3 separate regions of the Mus musculus genome follow, and all the other regions are linked to region 1. A link is a contact called in public ChIA-PET and Hi-C data. All regions are on one chromosome and are shown on one strand. The core of a region is the stretch at or near the end of the contact, and the rest is flanking DNA. Distances in the headings are between cores, read along the strand shown.

What was found. Hi-C and Micro-C count contacts between places; a contact is called where the count stands out from the background. ChIA-PET counts read pairs in DNA pulled down with a chosen protein or histone mark.
Region 2: a Hi-C map of bone marrow-derived macrophages shows a contact between it and region 1, with 36 read pairs. The contact joins two enhancer-like sites. A contact is called at or near these places in 3 of 39 promoter capture datasets (the 3T3-L1 cell line, hippocampal neurons and pre-B cells), 4 of 15 datasets of contacts at CTCF or cohesin (CD8 T cells, the NIH/3T3 cell line, large pre-B cells and 1 more), 56 of 484 Hi-C or Micro-C datasets (the 63-12 cell line, the AML12 cell line, B cells and 37 more), 29 of 115 datasets of contacts at active chromatin or transcription factors (the 230-238 cell line, CD8 T cells, the HPC-7 cell line and 21 more) and 3 of 9 other capture datasets (bone marrow-derived macrophages, embryonic stem cells and liver).
Region 3: a contact with region 1 is called in an RNA polymerase II ChIA-PET map of effector CD8 T cells, with 81 read pairs. The contact joins two enhancer-like sites. A contact is called at or near these places in 2 of 15 datasets of contacts at CTCF or cohesin (CD8 T cells and the NIH/3T3 cell line), 10 of 484 Hi-C or Micro-C datasets (the Ba/F3 cell line, the C2C12 cell line, CD4 T cells and 5 more) and 12 of 115 datasets of contacts at active chromatin or transcription factors (the 230-238 cell line, CD8 T cells, the HPC-7 cell line and 9 more).

The regions. Positions count from the first base shown.
Region 1 is chr10:19,183,969-19,187,979 of GRCm38.p6, reverse strand. All of the region lies in intron 2 of Gm20139 (predicted gene, 20139), which reads right to left. Among named protein-coding and RNA genes, the nearest start is that of Gm20139, 44 kb to the right of the region's middle. Within about 2 kb of position 1,824, at least 168 of the 459 cell types and tissues checked have an H3K27ac peak or open chromatin away from gene starts, as enhancers often do. A contact at or near this core is called in the C2C12 cell line, CD8 T cells, ECoMG-derived neutrophils and 8 more, where this site is marked.
Region 2 is chr10:18,929,588-18,933,598 of GRCm38.p6, reverse strand. No RefSeq gene overlaps it. Among named protein-coding and RNA genes, the nearest start is that of Tnfaip3, 84 kb to the left of the region's middle. Within about 2 kb of position 1,923, at least 26 of the 459 cell types and tissues checked have an H3K27ac peak or open chromatin away from gene starts, as enhancers often do. A contact at or near this core is called in ECoMG-derived neutrophils, bone marrow-derived macrophages, double positive thymocytes and 3 more, where this site is marked.
Region 3 is chr10:19,042,073-19,046,083 of GRCm38.p6, reverse strand. No RefSeq gene overlaps it. Among named protein-coding and RNA genes, the nearest start is that of Gm51814, 19 kb to the left of the region's middle. Within about 2 kb of position 2,008, at least 133 of the 459 cell types and tissues checked have an H3K27ac peak or open chromatin away from gene starts, as enhancers often do. A contact at or near this core is called in the C2C12 cell line, CD8 T cells, bone marrow-derived macrophages and 5 more, where this site is marked.

The DNA of each region.
Region 1 (4,011 bases), core at 575-3,074:
CTGGCCTCACAAGCCGGGATCTTTCTGCCTACTAAGTGTTGGTTTACAGCATGTCCCACCGCACTCCTCTAGAAACGTTAGCTGAGGAGAATTATGGTCAGAAAGGTTGAAAATGGTCGCTTCTGGCTGCATATGCAAATGAGATCAGACAGCCAGACCAGGTATCCTCCAGGAAAACTAAGAGAACTCACTGTGTTCTGTGTCTAGCATGTAAGGGTTGCCTAGCCATCTCCCAGATCCATATGGTGCCAGTTTTCTGCCAGTGCTCAGGACAAAAAATCCTGGGGTTTTTGTGTCCTGGACCACTCTTTTGCATAGCTCTCATGAATCTGTCATTAAATTTTGACGTACAGAATCTCATCATTTCTCAACCCCCTACCCCATTATAAATGCAGTGCAAGCCAACAGTGTCCCTAGCTTGACTGAATTTAGGTCTCCTATGGATCTCCTACCTTGCCTATTTGCCTATTTTCTATCTAAAAGGGCCAGCTGGAGTAACTCTTGTAAGAGCTGTGCAAAATTACAGGGTTCCTTGGTTTAAGACAGTAGTGACTCCTTGCACTTAAGACTAAAACCCAAAGTTATAGTATAGCTTAGTAGATTTGCTTGCCCAGCGTGCGTGCATGAAGCCCTGGGTGTAAGTCTTACTGCTGGAGGAGGAAGGGCAAGACAGCTTCCTCAAGAGGAGTTGCCCAACCTGTCCCTCTGTACTACCATGAACACTGTCTCAGACTACCATTCCAGACACAGCCTGGGTCCTTTGCACAAACTCCCTCTGACCCCCACATCTAGTATATTCCTATTCATGCCTACAAGATTAACTCTTCCACACACTTGGAGTCTCTGTTCAGATGCAGTTTTCCTAAGGCACACCTTGATCACCCCCCCCCCCCAAAAAAATGGTGACCTGCCCCTCCACACACCTTCCTTCCCTGCATGCTTCCACCTAACTACTTATTACCAGTTCCTACTGTTGTGGCTTTAGGGCTAAAGATTTTAATTTCATTGCTCATTTATGTATCTGAGCATCCAACAAGAAGAGTCTGTCTATCTATCTATCTATACACACACAAACACACACACACACACACACACACACACACACACACACACAAACACACAGAACCACAGAACCATGGCCATTCATTTCCCTTGAAATAAATCTCACAAGTATACATAGTTGCCTAATTAGTTAAATTGTATTTGCCACTAAGTGATTATTTTTTCCAGTGTAAACCCTTTAAACATAGAATTCTGTTAACTTTATTTAGGCATCAATTTCCTTTTGTGAATGAACTGAGCCTCTTTGATAATGGAAGTGGTGGGAATGCAATGTCCTTTTTCACTCAAAGACAAACCATCCAGACACTGGAGAACGTAGAAGCATCAGGCATCAAACACCCAGGAGCTGTTTTGTTTGGTGTAAAAGCTCCCCTCTGCACACGCTCTCAGAAAGCCCATGAAGCAATCAGAGATCTGAAGGATAAGAACAGAGTGTTCTTTGAAATCTCTCAGACGTGCAGACAGGCTCTTCTTCCCTCAAACCATCCTGAAGGGGAAGTGTGTCGGCTTGGACAGTCAGGAGCCGGTGTGGGAATTCCCCCCGTCCCTTTGGTCTCCCGTATTGAGGAGCTTCTTCCGGGTTAAAGATAGGTCATTGCCAGCCACAGTGTCTTTAACTAGATCTAGGCTGCTTGGGAAGGAGAACTTTAGAGAGCAGGTGAAATGAATCTTAGTTCTCCCCCACTCCCAAGATAGTTTTAAAACAAGTGGCATTAAAAGCTTAAACCCTGCAGTTTTACAGAATTACCAATAGATGGCAGCACACGACTCTGCTTCACCAATGAGTGACGTCACTCTTCCTTTTCACGACCACTGACAACACTCAGCTTCCTCAGCTGTTTGACGCGGGCAATTGAATCTTGGGTGGTTGTTTTGTTTTGTTTTCTCTCCACCTTTCTCTAGAATAAGCTTCTTATTGACCTCAAACCACAGTCAACAAATCAACCGTGCAACTGCGACCTGGAAGGAACGCCAGGGGAACTCAAAACAAAGTAAAACAAGCCACCTGGGCACTTTGCAGGGACATCAAAACTTCAGCAAGCTGATCGCTGGTAAACCACGCTGGAGGCCAGTGCTGTGCAGAGGGGCATGTTGAAAAGAGAAAAGAGCTAACGTTTTTGTGACTTACTTTATCAGGATTCCCAGTCTAAACCTGGAAAGGTTTAACTGGGACACCCTGGAGTGGAGGCTTCTGACCTGCCCTCGGAATTTCTCTCCAGTTCCAGGACTCCACTGCGAGTAGAAAAGTTTCAGTAGATAAGACTCCAATAGAGCAAAACTGTCTCCTCTATCCACGACACTGTATTTTAAAACAAAAAGCTCTGGCCAAGCTAGACATGGTATCATACACTTGAAATCCTGGCACTCAGGAGACTGAGGCAGGAGGATCGTGAATACTCAGTAAGGCCCTAACTCAAGATACTAAACCGAGAGAGAGAGAGAGAGAGAGAGAGAGAGAGAATATGACAAGAGATCCCAACTGATGAATAGATAAGGAGTCTTCATAATAAGGAGAAAAAAAAAAAAACCCAACCAATGAAACAAACAAACAAGCAAAACAAAACAAATAAAAACAACTGCTTTGGTGTTTTAAGATCCAGGCTGGCCTTGAAATCTCAGCACTATTTCCGTCTTAGTCTCCCAAGTGGTAGAATTACAGGAGGTGTGAGCCTCCATGAGTGACACCAGATATTTCTTAAGAGAAACCAAAACTTCTTAAACCTGGCTATTTGAGCTTCATAAACCACAGAGCACATGAAACGGAGCACAGTTTTGCTTGAGAACTCAACTCTGTAGGCCGTAGCAAGCATCATGGGATGGGGAGGGACTAGATCAGAGTACATCACAGTACACAGAGTCCTGACGGTAACATCTGCTGTGGGTTACGGTCAAAACAACTTGCTTAGCTCTGCCGTGGACGGCCTGTCTGCTTTTTGCTTCTACGTTATCTGTAGTTCAACATCAACAAGACCATAACCACCTAAAAGTGTCATTTAATGAGTAGACTGTGTAAAAGATCTGAATGGCATGAAGCAGAAACTGAGTAAAGGGTCCCATCAAAGACTGGAGAACAATGCGGGGAGGGGAACCAGACTTACTCATCTTTATAGTAACTCTCACATACCCAACAATACCCACAATCCTCAGCCCCCAAGGGCTAAAGCATGTTTATGGTGTCCTATGTCTTAAATTTTAGCTTAGAAGAATCTACTATCTGGTTAAACAAATAGATCTAGGGTTAAAATGTAAATGTCTTAAGGGACCCAGGAAGATAAAATAGAGAGAACAGCTGTCCAGGAACAGCCTCAGGTTACCATGAAGATTTTATAAGGAATATACTGTGATTTTATAAGCAGTGGACTGTGAGAGGTAGCCTGGTCCTCCCTTGAGCTAAAGGATTGGAAGCCCCAGAGACCTGAAGGGATGGTAGGAGCTTTGCCTGCTTGGGGCACCAGGCCCCTGTCACATAGACACAGCCCTCTCCCATAGATCTGTGGCCATCAGTCACATGAGGGCAAAGCCCCAAGCCCTTCCAGATTTTGATGAGACATCCACAACATTTCAGACCAACACAAGAGGAAAAGAGATCTCCATGCCAATGTGGTACCTAGAGGCCGGGGGGTGGGCGTTGCCAATAAGATTCCCTTCCCAGACAAGCCTCCCCCAAAAAAGGTATTTAATCTCAGGCCCACCCTGAGAAGTGGGGCATGGTTTTATGCATTCACTTTCCACAACGGCTATAAACAATTCAGAACTATGGACTGACTCTTTTCATCAAGATCTGCCGGAGGGAGCCATGGAGAAGGCCTTCACCTACAGAGCCACTGCCTAATCTCTCATAGAAGGCCTCTCTCTCTGCACTCCTAGAGCTCCCCTCCCTACCCTCACACCCCCCTAGACCCATCCCTTGAGGCCCCCCACTCTGTTCTCAGCTCTTCCACAACTCCC
Region 2 (4,011 bases), core at 674-3,173, 250 kb after region 1:
ATTTTTTAGCTATCATCATAGAAGCTTCCTCCTGTGAGAACTAATATAGATACCCACAGCAAGACAATATGCAGGGAATGAGAGAGTTTGAAACATTCAGAATTAAATGGGATAATTCCATCAAATTCCTCCACTCAAGGCTCAGGAAACTGCAGAAAATGAGGCAGAAAGAAAGAGTGTGCGTACCAGAGGGGAGAGAGGAGACCAAGGAAATAAGGCCTTTAGATAGAATAAAGCTGGCATGTATATGAACTCACTGAGGCTGAAGCAACATGCACAGATACAAGCCAATGGCGTCCCAGCACTGAAGTAAGGAAGTAGAGATGAATTCTCATCCCCAGCCATGAAGATATCATCAATTAATAACTTTTCAACAGGGAAAAGGTAGTTTCTCCAAGGGACTCTCACTAGACAAAACTCACATAAAGGCAGGCCCCGTGCCCTGCAGTAGATCACCAACACAAAATTTCATCAAAGGTTTATTTGGATATTTATTTTTGTTTGAGCCTTTTTTTTCTTACTGATCTTTTGCTTGCATTTTACTGTTTCCAATTTTGTGTTTAATGGTGTATATGTGTGTGTTCATACATATATATCACATATATGTGTGTGTCTATTGTGCATATGTGTGGGTGCTTGTGTATATGCATTTCTCATGCTCTTTATTCCCTTTTTGTTGCCTTTTAGTTTGTTATATTCTTGTTTGTTTGTCTTTTCTATATGCCTGGGTCTTTTTCTTAAGAGAGAGAGAGAAAAATAATAGCATGGAATTTGAGGAGTGGAAATGAAGACAGGATCTGGAAGGAGATGAGGGAGGAGAAACAGTAATCAGAATATATTATATGAAACAAAATATTTTCAATTAAAAAAAGAAAGAAACCCAGCAGGCAAATATCGAAACTTTTCCACTTGGATTGTCTTTATCGGAGCTACCAAAGATGCCCCCACTCTAAAGGAGAGCTCGTCCCCTTCCACCTGTCCTTTCAGGAAATACCCTTAGGAGCCCTCCAACCCTCAGAGTCTCTCAGTCGACTTCACATATAATCAACGTGATACCCAAGATTAACAATAAAAATAAGTAAGATTGTTATTGATTCCCTTCTGCTTTCAAGGGACTTACCCCCAGGCTGTAATAGGATTTATTCCTGGAAGTCTCAGCTCCTATCTGGTGCCCAGGGTCTTCTTCCAATTCGTCACTTTATGAAGAAGCTTTCCGGTGAGTCCCATACTTGGGCAGCTGTTATTTCTCTCTGTTCAGCTATCTTCCTCTTGCCTTCTAGACTCAACTTTAGAAAGCTGGCCAACATCGCTTCTCATCTGTTTATGGAAATGGAACTTGAGACTCAGAAATCAGGTAGATACCCATGTTGGTATCCCAGGTATTGCAAGTAGGGAAGTCAACACTGAGAATCAGTATATTTGTCAATTTTGCATTAATGTAACCAAATACCCACCAGAAATAACTTAACTGAGGAAAGATTTGTTTCACTCATGACTTTAAAAGATTCCAGTCCATTTACAGTGAAAAAGCATGGTAGGACCTCAGTCTGTGCCAGAGGAGTTTGATGGTCACATGGCCAGTTAGCAGAGAGAGCAGGCTGGACCCATGGAGGATATAACCTCCAAGGCCCATGTCTACTGATCTACTTCTGCCATCCAGACTTTACTTCCTAAAGACTAAGCAGCCTTCTAAAACAGTGTCAGCATGGGAATAAATGTTCAAAATATGAGCCTGTGGAGGACATTAAAACCAAAACACTGTATTTGGCTCCATGCCTCAACTTACCCTGACCCACAGGTTCACTATCCCTATTTCTTCTTCCCAGTGCAAGAAATTTTTCTCTCTCCTGCCTGATACTGACAGAAACAGGAAACTGTCGGTTCTTCATTGTTTTGTTTCCTCAGACCCAAGAACATAAGGGAAGTAGTTTCCTGTATTGCTAAAAGTAGAGTTTTTGAAGCAACAACTGCTACCATGAGGTGATTTTTGACTGTGTATATTTGCCCATTTTAGTTCTTTAGAGCAAGCTCTTCTCCATTTTCTATAAATATAGTCTAATTGGACCATAGCCACACCCATCTATTTACACAGCACCAATGGCTTTCTTCACATTACAGCAACAAAGTTAAGAAATAGAAGCTGATACCACAGTGCCCACAAAGCAAAAGTGTTTACCCCCTGGCCCTTTGCCAAAAGAAGTTTTCCAGTCCCCGTTTAGAACCTTAGTCCAAGCAGAATCAGCTGAGGACATTGTCTTGGGGTCAGAGCAGAAAATCCAGTCAGAATCCACTGTCATGTCAACTGCCAAGGTTTACAGACTCTTCTAAACAGCTAAGTTTCCATTTTGTAAAACAATATCTAGAATAAAAGCATGTTCTTAAGAGTTATAAGAACATGCAAATGACAACCACAGATGACAGCCTAAAGAGCAGACACTGTGTAGCTCCTGAAAGAAAGCAATTCCTAGGCAGCAGCTATAGTTGTCAATATTACTGATAATCAACTCTCCCTTCCCCTCCCCCTCCCCCTCTCCCTTCCCCTCCCCTCCCCCTCCCTCTCTCCTCTCCCTCTCTCTCTCTCTCTCACACACATTTTCTTTGTGTGTGTGTTTGTATATGTTTATTGTGTGCATATGTGCACACATATATGCAGGTACTTGTGTCTGTGTGTATATGTGGAGTCTAGATGTTGGGTACCTGTTATATCACTTCCTGCCTTATTTTCATGACACAGAGTTTCTCACTGAACCTGGATCAATACTCACCAGCAAGACCCAGAAATATTTCTCTCACTGCCTTCTGTAGCATTGTAGTTACAGGTGTACACTGCCAACCCCTGGAGTTTTACACAGTTTCTGGGGGTTCACACTCAGGCCTTCGTGCTTGCTGTGAAAATGTTATATAGTCCAAATCCCCTCTCATCTAAGCCATGAGAGTAAACCAAGCTGTCAGAAGCATTAAGACATGAGGAAATCCACCTAGCGCACCATCTCCTCGGTCCCTTATGTCAATGCTTTTGTTAAATGTACAAGGGCGTATTAGCATAGCTAAGACTCTGGGAATGATTTCAAGGATATACAAGTTGGCTGTGTGTAATCAATCTTTCTCCAAATTTCCTATGGCCAGAAAATGTCTCTTCAGTATCTCTGGTGGACCGCCAATACATGGTCCTACCCCACGCCTTCTGCGATCTGGCTGTTTCTTTAAGTACTTCATGGTCATGCCTCGTACTCTCTACGTCTCTGTTTCTAACTAATTGTATGAGTAAAGTTCCCTCCCAGTGTGGAAAGCTGGCCACTGTGACAGATGGGTGAGTGCTTGCTAGCAGTTTAGTGTCCAGAATATCATCTCATCGCCTAGCATTGCACTGGAGCGGTTATGACACTGAAAACAACCAGTCTAAGCCAGTCTGGGAACCTGAGACCCTGGATCAATCAGTTAAGAAAGAGAGTTTAAGGCAAGGGACCTTGACACTCCTACCTGTCTATGAACAACCCTAGCCTAAAGTCATTACCACAAGGCAGTTTACTTACTTGGGCATGTGTTCTTGTTGAGGCAAATAAGGAAGAGAGCCAGAAATAACTGTCCATCACTGTGTGAATGGTGATGACTTTACCAAGCTTCCCAGATTGGATCATTGGTTTTATTGTTAGCTAAACCACACTCTCTCCCTGGTATCATATTCCACACTGCCCTTATCAATGGCACTTTTTTTTTGTCCCTCACTTTTGCTTTAAAATATTTACACAGATTATTTTTTTCATGCCTGTGTATCTCTGCTAGCTAGTTACTTTCTTTAGAGCAAGACTGCTTTTGTGCACATCTTAATATCTCACAGTACCTGCATGTGATACACACCAAAGACTTGCATGTGGTGGTGGGAAGGAAAGGAAAAAGGAAAGGAAGATGGTTGGTGGGGAAGAGGAAGGGAGTTTTTGTTGCCTTGGGACTCCATGCGTGGTTAATTTCTTCTTGGTGCTTCTAATGACTTGGTTTCATTTCACAGCTAGG
Region 3 (4,011 bases), core at 759-3,258, 140 kb after region 1:
AATAAGAAATGAGCAACTTATGATAGTGAAAATGGGACATTCTAGAGGAATTAACAAAGAGTAAAGCCAAATCAAATCTGTTAAATGCATTACTGACCATATTAGGAAAAGACACACAGGTGACAGACAAAAGGCTTTACAAGAAACGAACTGCATAATGTTTTTTTGGAAAACCTACTTAACAAAGTGCTTGTTATCACTTTTTCCTAATAGGACATGGTGGAAGAGAGTACATTTTTTTTCAACTACAACAAGGATGGATTATTCTAGTGTGGGGTTCAAAATTAACCAGAGGCATGTCTTAGTTAGAGTCAAGTTTCATAAACATTTACACACACTTATTGTGTGCCACCTTGTGCTAAGAAATATTAATGATCTGTCAAAGCAAGGTCTTTTCCTTCAGATATCCTACTATTCAGCAGACAAGTCCATACTATAGTCACAGGAATTTTAAGTACTGCATGGGGTATCATGTCCCTCTTAATACTCTGTTCTATCTTCAGCATGTATGAGATGGTCAGGGATGAGTGACGTCTTCATCTCATCCAAATATTTCTTCAGTATCAGCTGTTATGTGTGGTTGCATATTTATTTTTTAACAACCTATTTCAGGTAGAGGCACAAATCCATATGCTGATCATGCAACAAATAGAGTGCCTGGCACCTAGATAATACAATGTACTTACCTTCAACCCATATGTTTAAACCTTAAGAGGCAACAGAACGGTCAGGACCAGGAAGGAGTCTCTCTGAAAATGCCAAGAGTACTGCTCAGAGCAACAGAGGCCTAAGGTTAGAGTTGATACAAGCAACACTTCCCCAGGTGCTGCTTATCATGCTGAGTGCACAAAGTGAAAATAGTACCAGGCTTCACGCAAGTTGTATTTTTAGAAAGAAAATCACATAGAAAATGCTCGAACTTTTCAGATTCAAAATTCCCAAGTGGAAGGACTAGGGACTTTCTGAAGGGAATTGAACAGCTCGGCTTTATGATCCGACTTTATTTGATCAGCATGTAAAAAGCAAACAAACTCACCTGGTGATATAGTTAGGTAATATACCGAAATCACCTCTGTATGTTCGTAAATTCATGAGTGACATCAAGTAGTGACCTGCAGCACCTGTGGCTTCTGCTGCCTTTACCTCCACTTGCAGGGCAGGACTCCCCGGACTCCTCATAAAACACTGAACTGAGCGAATTCTGGACAAAGAGGGGGCAGGAATTTGAAAGGAGGAAAGAAAAGAGGGGGGGGGAGGGGAAGGAAGTAGAGGAAAAGAGGGATCCTGAGAGAGAAGGATTGGTGAAAAAAGAGAGAGTAAACTCTGTGGGCATCAGTATGGGGAAGCTGGGATTGTAAGTAGAGGGATTTGTGAAACTTTTAGGACTAAATTTGATATCAGGAGTTAAAATGAACCCATTTAGTATTTCCTAAACTTGCCTACTTATAAGAATAAAAATCTGCCTTGTCAGATGGTTTGCTCTGTTAAATGTTTGTTATACCAGCATGAGGACCTCAGTTGTAATCTGAAAACTGGTTGGTAGAGACAGGAGGTCTCTTGCTGCCTGACCTGTCTATCCAGTTGGTAAGCTCTGAGTTCAGTAAAAGACCTTATCGAGAGAGAGAGAGAGAGAGAGAGAGAGAGAGAGAGAGAGAGAGAGAGAGAGAGAGAGAGAGAGAGAGAGAGAGAGAGAGAGAGAGAGAGAGAGACAGAGCGAGAGAGACAGAGACAGAGACAGAGAGAGAGCGCATGCATTACAAGAGTTAGTTCAATTTTCTGATTTGAAAGAATTCTAACAATCTCTACTGTTCACAAACAGGCCTTGCTAATTTGTATCATCAAGGAGGCTGACCTAATTGATTCACTGTGTTCCAGTGTGTACTACTCAGCTTGTCTGATTGATGTCGTTCTCTCACAGTGATTTTCTCTTTAAGTCCTGTAGGGAGTGGCTCTTGGTGGTAAAATCCTGTTTCCCAATTGGTTCTTGATCTATCAATAAAGATGCCAGGGGCCAATTGCTGGGCAGAAGGAAAGAGGCGGGACTTCCATGTCCCCTGCAGTAGAAGCTAAAGATATGCAATGAGAGGAAGAGAGATTTTGCCATGCTTCAGAGGGAGAAAAGGCCATCAGCCATGTGAGATCTAGGGTGAAGTGGCCATTAGCTACTTCCCCAACTGGGCCTGGGGTAGGAACTAAAGCTGAGGGCAGATTTAGGGTGCTAAGAGTATTGGAAAAGGCAATCTAGCCATGGGAGATTAGAAGCACCCAGCAACTGAGCCAATAAGGCAGGTTGAAAAATAAGCGTGTGTGTGTGTGTGTGTGTGTTTCATCCGAGGATCCAAGAGAACCTGGGTGGGGCTGATAACACAGTCCACCCAGAGCTTAAAGCAGGGTAGCAAAAATTACATGCTACAAAGCCCTGTCCTGCACTTCTCTACATTTTCCCTCTTGGAGTCTCATTTACATAACATTATACATGTATGGTGGCAAAACCACTGAATTTTGTAGTCTGAATGCCTGCCAGAACACTAGTCCATGCCACCCTAGGTAGTCAAAATGCTTAAGCTTCTGTGAAAAGCTATGTCCATTGTCAGAACTGTTAGAACTTTGGAAAGAGAAAGTGATTTTATCAAGAAAACCTAAAAAGCAAAACCAAACAAAATCTTGAGTCACGGAATATGCCTGATGTCTGGAGTCAGAGAATATACCCAAGGAAATAAAAAATCTCACGTTCGCAGTCCTACAGACTCAGAAGATATATGCCTGCCTTGAAAGAGGTTGTTTTCCACGTGGAAGTTTTCATGTATTATGGGTGACATTCCTGTATGTTGGTGCCTGGCTGCATTAGTCAGATCTCACTCTAGTGACACCCCTGAGGCAATTAACTCACAAAGAGAAAAGTTGTCCTGGCTCACAGCTTTTGTGGCTTTGGCCACATTTAGTTCTCACTATTGCTTTGGGACTGTGGAAGTATCAAGTGGTGGCTGGAGTGTACAACCGAGCAAAACCACTCCCTTCACCATCCAGAAAGGAAAGGCAGAGAAAGGGGAGCACGGTCTATATCCTCAGTGATCTTATGGCTTCCTACTACGCGTCACATCACAGAGGCTCAGTGATCAATGGTGCTGCTCAGGGACTAAGCAGCTAACACTGGGTCTGTGGAAAAACACTGATGATCCTAACTAAAGCCCTGCGTGTGTAAATTCACTACTCCAGGTTACTACTTTCTTACTACGTGAAGAAATTTACACATTGTTTTATTTGTATGCTTTCCATAACTAGCCAAGTGCTTTGCCTGTACCACTGTGCTGTTGTTGAACTAGTAGTACGCATGGACTTATAAAAGACAGAACCTTAATCCTTACCTTTAAGGAAATTATAGTTAAGTGGAGTAATAGACATGTGACTAAATATATATCATGCTAAAATGTACATATGTTTAAAGATTCTCTAAGAACGTTGAGAAGCATATGATGAGTAGACAGAAAAGTTGTTTGTAGAGAGATGACATGTGTATGCATGTGTGTGTGTGTGTGTATGTATGTGTGTGTACACCTGTGTGTGTGTGTGTGTATTGCATGTGTGTGTCTGTGTGTATGTGTGTGTGCGCATGCACCTTTGTGCATGTGTGTGCACGTGTTTGCACATGTATGTGTGTATGTGTATATGTGTGTGTGCATGTGTGTGTGTTGCTTCAATCACACCCAGGGCCACTCACATGTTAGAAAAGCACTGTACCACCAAGCCACGTCTACAACACTGGCTATGTTTAGTTGGATAAATATAATGACACTAAGGAGTATATTTCTTATCACTTTATGTACTTGTTTTCTTCAGTCTCATCCATTCTCAGGCTATAAAAACAAATGTGTGCATATAAGGAAGTTAAAATATTAATGTGTATCACTGACTGTCTAAAAATTATTAACTTTTGACTATTTGAAGCCTGAAGTACAGTTTCTTATAAAAGTAAAATGATGAAATACTATTAGATTTCTTTTTTTTTTTTAA